2 separate regions of the Mus musculus genome follow, and region 2 is linked to region 1. The links are chromatin contacts, called in public HiChIP or PLAC-seq maps. All regions are on one chromosome and are shown on one strand. Each heading gives the region's core, a stretch centred on a gene start, on an enhancer-like site or on the middle of the called end of the contact. The rest is flanking DNA. Distances are from core to core; before and after follow the strand shown. Region 1 has its middle 19 kb from the start of Gm32322. Region 2 holds the start of Actr10 (ARP10 actin-related protein 10).

What was found. HiChIP or PLAC-seq counts read pairs in DNA pulled down with a chosen protein or histone mark.
Region 2: an H3K27ac HiChIP or PLAC-seq map of embryonic stem cells shows a contact between it and region 1, with 9 read pairs. The contact joins the promoter of Actr10 here to the enhancer-like site in region 1. A contact is called at or near these places in 2 of 39 promoter capture datasets (both in the C10 cell line), 1 of 484 Hi-C or Micro-C datasets (embryonic stem cells), 6 of 115 datasets of contacts at active chromatin or transcription factors (bone marrow-derived macrophages, embryonic stem cells, pancreatic cancer cells and 1 more) and 1 of 9 other capture datasets (adipose tissue).

What each region holds. Positions count from the first base shown.
Region 1 is chr12:70,711,262-70,714,349 of GRCm38.p6, forward strand. No RefSeq gene overlaps it. Among named protein-coding and RNA genes, the nearest start is that of Gm32322, 19 kb to the left of the region's middle. Within about 2 kb of position 1,265, at least 165 of the 459 cell types and tissues checked have an H3K27ac peak or open chromatin away from gene starts, as enhancers often do. A contact at or near this core is called in adipose tissue, bone marrow-derived macrophages, embryonic stem cells and 1 more, where this site is marked.
Region 2 is chr12:70,935,954-70,939,247 of GRCm38.p6, forward strand. Actr10 (ARP10 actin-related protein 10) reads left to right here and starts at 1,904. Exons shown (of 13, transcript NM_019785.2): 1 at 1,904-2,078. The coding sequence starts at 2,002.

The DNA.
Region 1 (3,088 bases), core at 15-2,514:
CTGTTACAGGAAATCTATTCTTCAGTCTGTCTCAGCACTGTCATCAGAAACTCCTTTGTAGGAAAAACTCCTTTGTAAATTAGAAAGGCCCTGTCTCCTCCTGACCTGTCAGTGCTGTCTGATTGATCTATGTGTCTACCCGTAGCACAGTGCCTTGATTCCTGCCGCTTCTTGCTAAGTTCTAAACTTGGGAAGTGTGTCTTCTTCATTTTTCGTTTCCCACGCCATTTTGGCTAAGTCCTGTGGGTTTCCGTGTGTATCTGGGAATTTCTACAAAGAACTAATTTGGGATGTTGGTGGGGTGACTTAAAACATGGTCTCTGAATAACACATCTTATAGCTTCCAGTTCCCCAACACCAGCTGCTTCATTTAGATATCTGAAAATTCTTTCAATGGTGTCCTGTTATTTTCAACATCCTAAACTTGAATTTCTGTGGTTAAATTCGCTCCTGATGAGTGTTTTGTTCTTTCTTGATGCTGTTATAAATGAAATTGTTTTATAATTTTTTAATGTTCGTTGCTACTGGATTTGTACATTGTACTGCTAGTACACAGCAATGTAAAGTTGACATGTATACATTGATCATTCCCTCGTGTGTCCTTCTTGTCCTCCTCTACCTTCCCTCTCTCTCTTATTCTCCATACTCTTCTTCCCTCCTTTCTCACTCCCTCCCATTCTCTTTCCCTCTTTCTCCTTCTTTCCTTCCCCTCCCCATTACTTACTACTCTCCCTCTTCTCTTTCTTTCTCCCTCCTCCTATCTCCCTCCTCACACTGCATCCCCCTGCCCCACATCTCTGACTTGTCTTCCCCTCTATTCTTCTCTATCAGCTAAGCTGCTGTTGTCACTGCATTTTGCCGATGCTGCTCCCTCTGTCTGGATTTCACCTCTCATGTGTGATCTTCTGGCTCATCCTTTGGCTCGAGCACATGGGCTGCCACTATGCCAGTCTATGTGTCCTGGGTTTGGGGCAGCTGCAATACTGAGTCTCTATTGGTTTACCTCCCCGTAGTCCCTCATTTGCACTACCCATTGACTAAGGTTGCATCTATGAGTCTTTGCCCACTATAATTTCCTTATATAATATAAGGTTTGCCACCTGCAAAATACCCAGCATGAAGAGCACTCAACAAATCATTCTTTGGATGAAAGAAAGAGCAGTTAACACTTGGGGAAAACAGCTCTTGCTAAGAACTCTAGGGTGTGTGTAGGTGGGGCACATACCACCTACAGAACCAATCTGGCCTCCTTCGGCAGCATTGCATTCCAGAATGGAATGTGATCATCTTGGGAGAGCAGAGGCACAGAGATCCAGGCCAGTTAACTCTTCTGTGGTTGTTTCTCTACCAAAACTCCCTGCCTGGGGGTAGGAAAGTCAGAAAGAAAATTTCAGTTCCCTGAATCATTTGTAAGTGAATAAACTGTCTGACTCCTTTGCTTTTTTACCTGTCCTGAGGTACAGCTGACTTCTGCTGGGGGGAAGGGAAGAGATGCAGGATTTTCCTTGCCAAATTCCTTTTCCCTAACAAATAGGGAAATTCCTGACCAGCTGTTGCAGTGAGTAGAAAGAAAAATATTCCCTTGGAACCCTGCGGCAGAAGACACTTTGTGTGCTGGCTCCTCTCAACGAGTGTCTAGAGCCTTCCAACTACTGCTCTCTCACCCGGGGTTCTTCATAAATCTCAGAAGCAGCAGCCGGTGTTTTGTTTTGTTCTGAGTTGGAATTTCCTTTAGCTTCAACTCTGGTGTTCAGAGGGCAGGATAAAGCCTAGAACATCAGGAGGGAGACTGGGGGTGATAGACAGGAGAGGGAGGAATGAGCCCAGGCTGAGATGGGCTGCAGCTACTCCTGATGTGGGATGGACCATCCACCCCATCTGGGACTCCACAGTCTGCGGCCTGGCCAACAGAGGAGATCCATTTACATTTGGGGATATTATCATATTGAACTAGGCTTAGGCTTCCTGTATGAATTGAGCTTTGCTGCTGGGTGTGCTGAGACCTTTAGACACACAGAGTAATGTACTGTGAGACTGAAACACTGCTATGTAGGCATCTCTGTTCTAGCTCGGGAGTCTCCATCACCTAGCCTAGCACGAGGCCTGGATCAGAGTGCAGCTTAGCTGAAAGGACAGAGTGTTTAAATAAGATGATGTAAATTAGGTTTTCCCTTCCTCTAAACCAAAGGGTGCAAATGTCCACAGCACTTCAGTCACTTAGGGGAGGTAGGTCACCAGTCAGGAACAAATCCTGTGAGTAAATAAGTCAAGTCATTATTTTACCATCAATTAAAAAAAAAAAAATCCAAGAAAATTGATTTCAAAATGAAAACACATAGCTTACTGTGTGTATGTTCTGAAATGCTTTGTCAGAGGAGACGACACGTGTTTATACTGGAACAAAAATGAAAGGGGAAGTTTGTAAACGCAGTGCTCGCCCTCCTACCCTGTCAGCAATGTGTGTCCGGTCAAAGTTACCTGATGAGGCTGTTGGTGCTGGCTTGGTTTTGGTGGAGGAGATTGGGGGTTGGAAGGGGGAGGGTGTTGTTGTTTGGGTTGGGTTGGGTTGAGTTGTGGTTGTGGTTTTTTGCTTATTGATGTCAAAATATCTCTCTACTTAAACGGAGAAAAACGACTTCAGCAAACTGTTCTAAGGTCAGTAGTGCTGTGTACAGTGCCTTGAACCTCGGGTTTCTGAGGATTTCTGGGCACATTTCCAGTCGCTTCCGATCAAGTTTGCCTCTAAATGGAGCAGAACTCTGAGTCAGGACGACGTCCTTGCTAAGTTTGTTACAAACTTAGCTAGACCTGAATCTGCTGCCTTAGCTTCCTCGGCTGTGGGAGCGTTCCCAGTCACCCAGGTGCTATTTTGGTTCCACACGGATTCAGTGAGCATGGTCTGAGGAGCCAGGGAGAAGACCGGAAGCTCACTTCGAGGTAGAGGTATCATTTTCCCCTCAGTGAAATGGATGAACTTCTCCAAGGGTGGCCCTGATGACTAACACGGGGAGAGGATGAAAGGAGAAGGCAGGAGGGAATTGTTTTCTCAGCGATCCCAGAGGCCAGGCGAGACCCATTATTAAGATGC
Region 2 (3,294 bases), core at 654-3,153, 230 kb after region 1:
TATGACTTTTAAAGTTAGATTCTCTTAAGGATATGGTTTATAAATAAATTTGAAGATGATTGGTCTTAAAATTAATTGAAAATGAACTTGCTTATTTCTCTTCTCTGAAGAAATTCCTTTGTAATGAGATTATTAGGTGATTTCATGAGCAGTATTTCATAGGTTTGCAGTGAGAAAGGGACTGAGAAGATGAAGATCAAAGGTCACACAGGTTAAGCATGTTTCAGGCTTGAACATAGTTTATTGGCTGTTTTAATGTTCTTGTTTGAACAGTTTCTATTATCTTCAGTTTTCAAATTAAAATGCAAATACATTGTTCACCTCTTTTCGTTTCCATCCTCGCTCTAACCCTTCCTGTGCCACACCTTTGCTCTCTCAAATCGATGGTCTCTGTTTCTTTAATCTCATTACACACACACACACACACACACACACACACACACACACCAGCTTGTGTGTGTCTGTTTATGAATATCATGGTTGGGTAAGACTGGTTTCCCTTCTTTGAAAGCTTGTATGGAGCCTTCTGGTACCATGAAAGCTAGTTCTCAGGGAGGAGGCTTTCTGGTTAGAACCTCTGGGTCCTCTGTCTAAAGTGCATGGTGTCTTAGCAACAACGACTTATCCTCAACCTCTGCAATGCAACTAAGAGCAACAGCAAAGCTTGTTTGGGGAGTTTCTTGGACATCTCTGACAAACTGCTCAAACAGCATCTCCTTGCCCAGTGCTGGGATTTTTGTTAGATGACTGTGAGAAAATGTCTCTTTTGCAGACTGTCTGGACAGTTTTTTCAGTTGGGTCAACATTCTTTGCTTCCAGCCAGCAAGAGAAATAAATCAGGGTTTTTTTTGTTTGTTTGTTTTTTTAATGTACTCTTAAATCTTTCTTTTTAAAAAATACTCCACAAGAGGTTCCATTCAAACATCTGAGATTATTAAGGAATATATTTGTTTTGTGTTCATTCTTTTTTTCTTTCTGCTAAAATAACCACGATATTCTCCTTATTAAATTTTTATTTATTTGTTCTCGATTTCATGTATATGCTTTGATCATATCTTTGCATCTTGCCACCATGACACCTGGTTTCTCCTCTTCTAGAAATCCAATCAATCTCCCCAGCAACAGGCAAGAACTGCTGTCTTAGTAACTATTCTATTTCTGGGAAGAGACAACATGACTAAGACAACTCTTATAAAAGGAATCGTCAATCGGGGACCTGCTTACAGTTTTAGTTAATGATGGGGGGGTGGGGTGGCGGGCAGGCATGGCAATGAAGCAGTAGCTGAGAGCTTTACATCTTAATTGCCAGGCAACAAGGGTCCGGGGTGGGGGTTGGGGGCAGAGGAGGCAGGGAGGAGAGAGCTGCGCCTAGTGTGGGCTTTTTAAACCCCAAAGTCCACTCCCAGTGACACACCTCCTCCAAGGTCAAATCTCCATATCCTTCCAAAACTGTTCCAGTCCTCGGTGACTAAGCATTCAAACAGATGAGCCTAGGCGCGCGGGGGGGGGGGGGGGGGGGGCGTTCGCATGTAAACCACCACAAATACTGCTGTAATTAAGGAGCATTTCCGCCTTCCCAATCCAAGTTTTGAATTTAGATCTTAGGATCCTTTTCTAGAACTGCTTCGGGGAGAGTGAAAGCCAATCTCTTCTGAGCAGACTCTATCTTGTGTGTTCATTGCGGCGACTAAATGTCATGATAAACGACCAACACAGAACTGGAGAATGAGAAAGCGATCTCAAGTTCCTGCCTCCCCTCCTAAGCCGCTAAAAATCCTTACTACGCCGCGCAGGCGCCCCCGGCCGCTGAGCGAGAGGACCCGGGAGGCTCCGCCCCTCTAAGGTGTCCGGCGCGCCTGACCGCCTCGGCCTCCGCGACGTCAGGCCTCTCCTTGGCCAGCCCGGGTCCTCGGCTTTGTGAGGACCCCGCCCCGCCCCCGCGCTGAGGCAGCCCCCCCGCCGGGCGGACCACTTCACCCTCTCTACGTCGGTCTCTCAAAGATGCCGCTCTACGAGGGCCTTGGGAGCGGCGGCGAGAAGACAGCAGTCGTGATCGACCTAGGAGAAGCTTTCACCAAGTGAGTGGCCATGGGCGGCTGTGGGCCCGAGGGACGTGCCGGTGGTCCCGGACTGGCAACCGTCTTTAGGCCCGCTGGGCACCCGGGACCTTCCCCCGGCGATCCCGCGAATGCTAGCTCACATCGTTGCCTTAAGGCAAAGCTCAGTCCACACTCAGTGATGAATGTGTTGTCAGGGAGGACTCTCTTGGGCAATGCGAACCTGTAGGATCTGGTGGCCTGAGTGGGATCTGGACTCCTAGAGAAGCCCAGGAAGCTCGGGGAACGGTGTCCCCCACCCCACCCCCGTCTAAGGTGATCAGGGGCCATCACTTTAACTTTTGACAGCGATGACCCAGATTGTGCTTGCCTCTGGCTGGGTCAGATTGGAAGGAAACCATCGAATTGTAACGCTTGCTGACTCTTTCCACCATAAAACATTTATGGGATGGAGCCCCATTGGTTCTGGAAATAGATTGTTCTCCAGGAGTGTAGGAAATCAGCTATGGAGCCCTGGCACATGAAGACAGGAAGCCGCATAGAAATGAGACGGGAAATTGTTGGTTACCTTATAATACTCTTAGACCCACATTTTGCACTTTAAAAAAGCAGTTTGTAAGCACGGGAGTAGTGGTCCTCGAAGTGGCAGTCAAAGGTAGAGATAGCAAAACACAAATTCACAAGCCTTGGAACATCTGGACAGTATGAGAGGATGCTGGACGGTTTTAAGTTCTTTGGACCATCCATTTAAGAGTCCTTGTATTGGACTCAAGAACAACACAGAATTACATGACATATATGTATATATAAAGTGATGTTGTGTATGAAATACATATTAGGCTCCAGAAAGCTGAGAGTTCCATCATATATACATATTATGTGTTTGAGGTGAAGTTATATATGAAACAGATGTGTGGATTATTTTTGCATATTTTAAACACTTCCTAACCTGTAATAGATGTTAAGCAACTATTAAATAAATGGTCATAAGAACAGACTTAAAAATTGGTCCTTAGAAGCTACAGAATTGGATTAAACATAGTTCTTGATTATCCTCTCCTTCTCTGACTCTCCCATATTCATCTTACTTTTTTAAAAAACATTAATATAATAAGTAGAGATTACTACCTGAAAATAATTATTGTGGCTATACATTGAAAATATAAATTATTATATAGGGATGTGATTGAAGACAGAAGGACATAAAAGTTTTCAAAGGCAGAACTTAAGCTACATC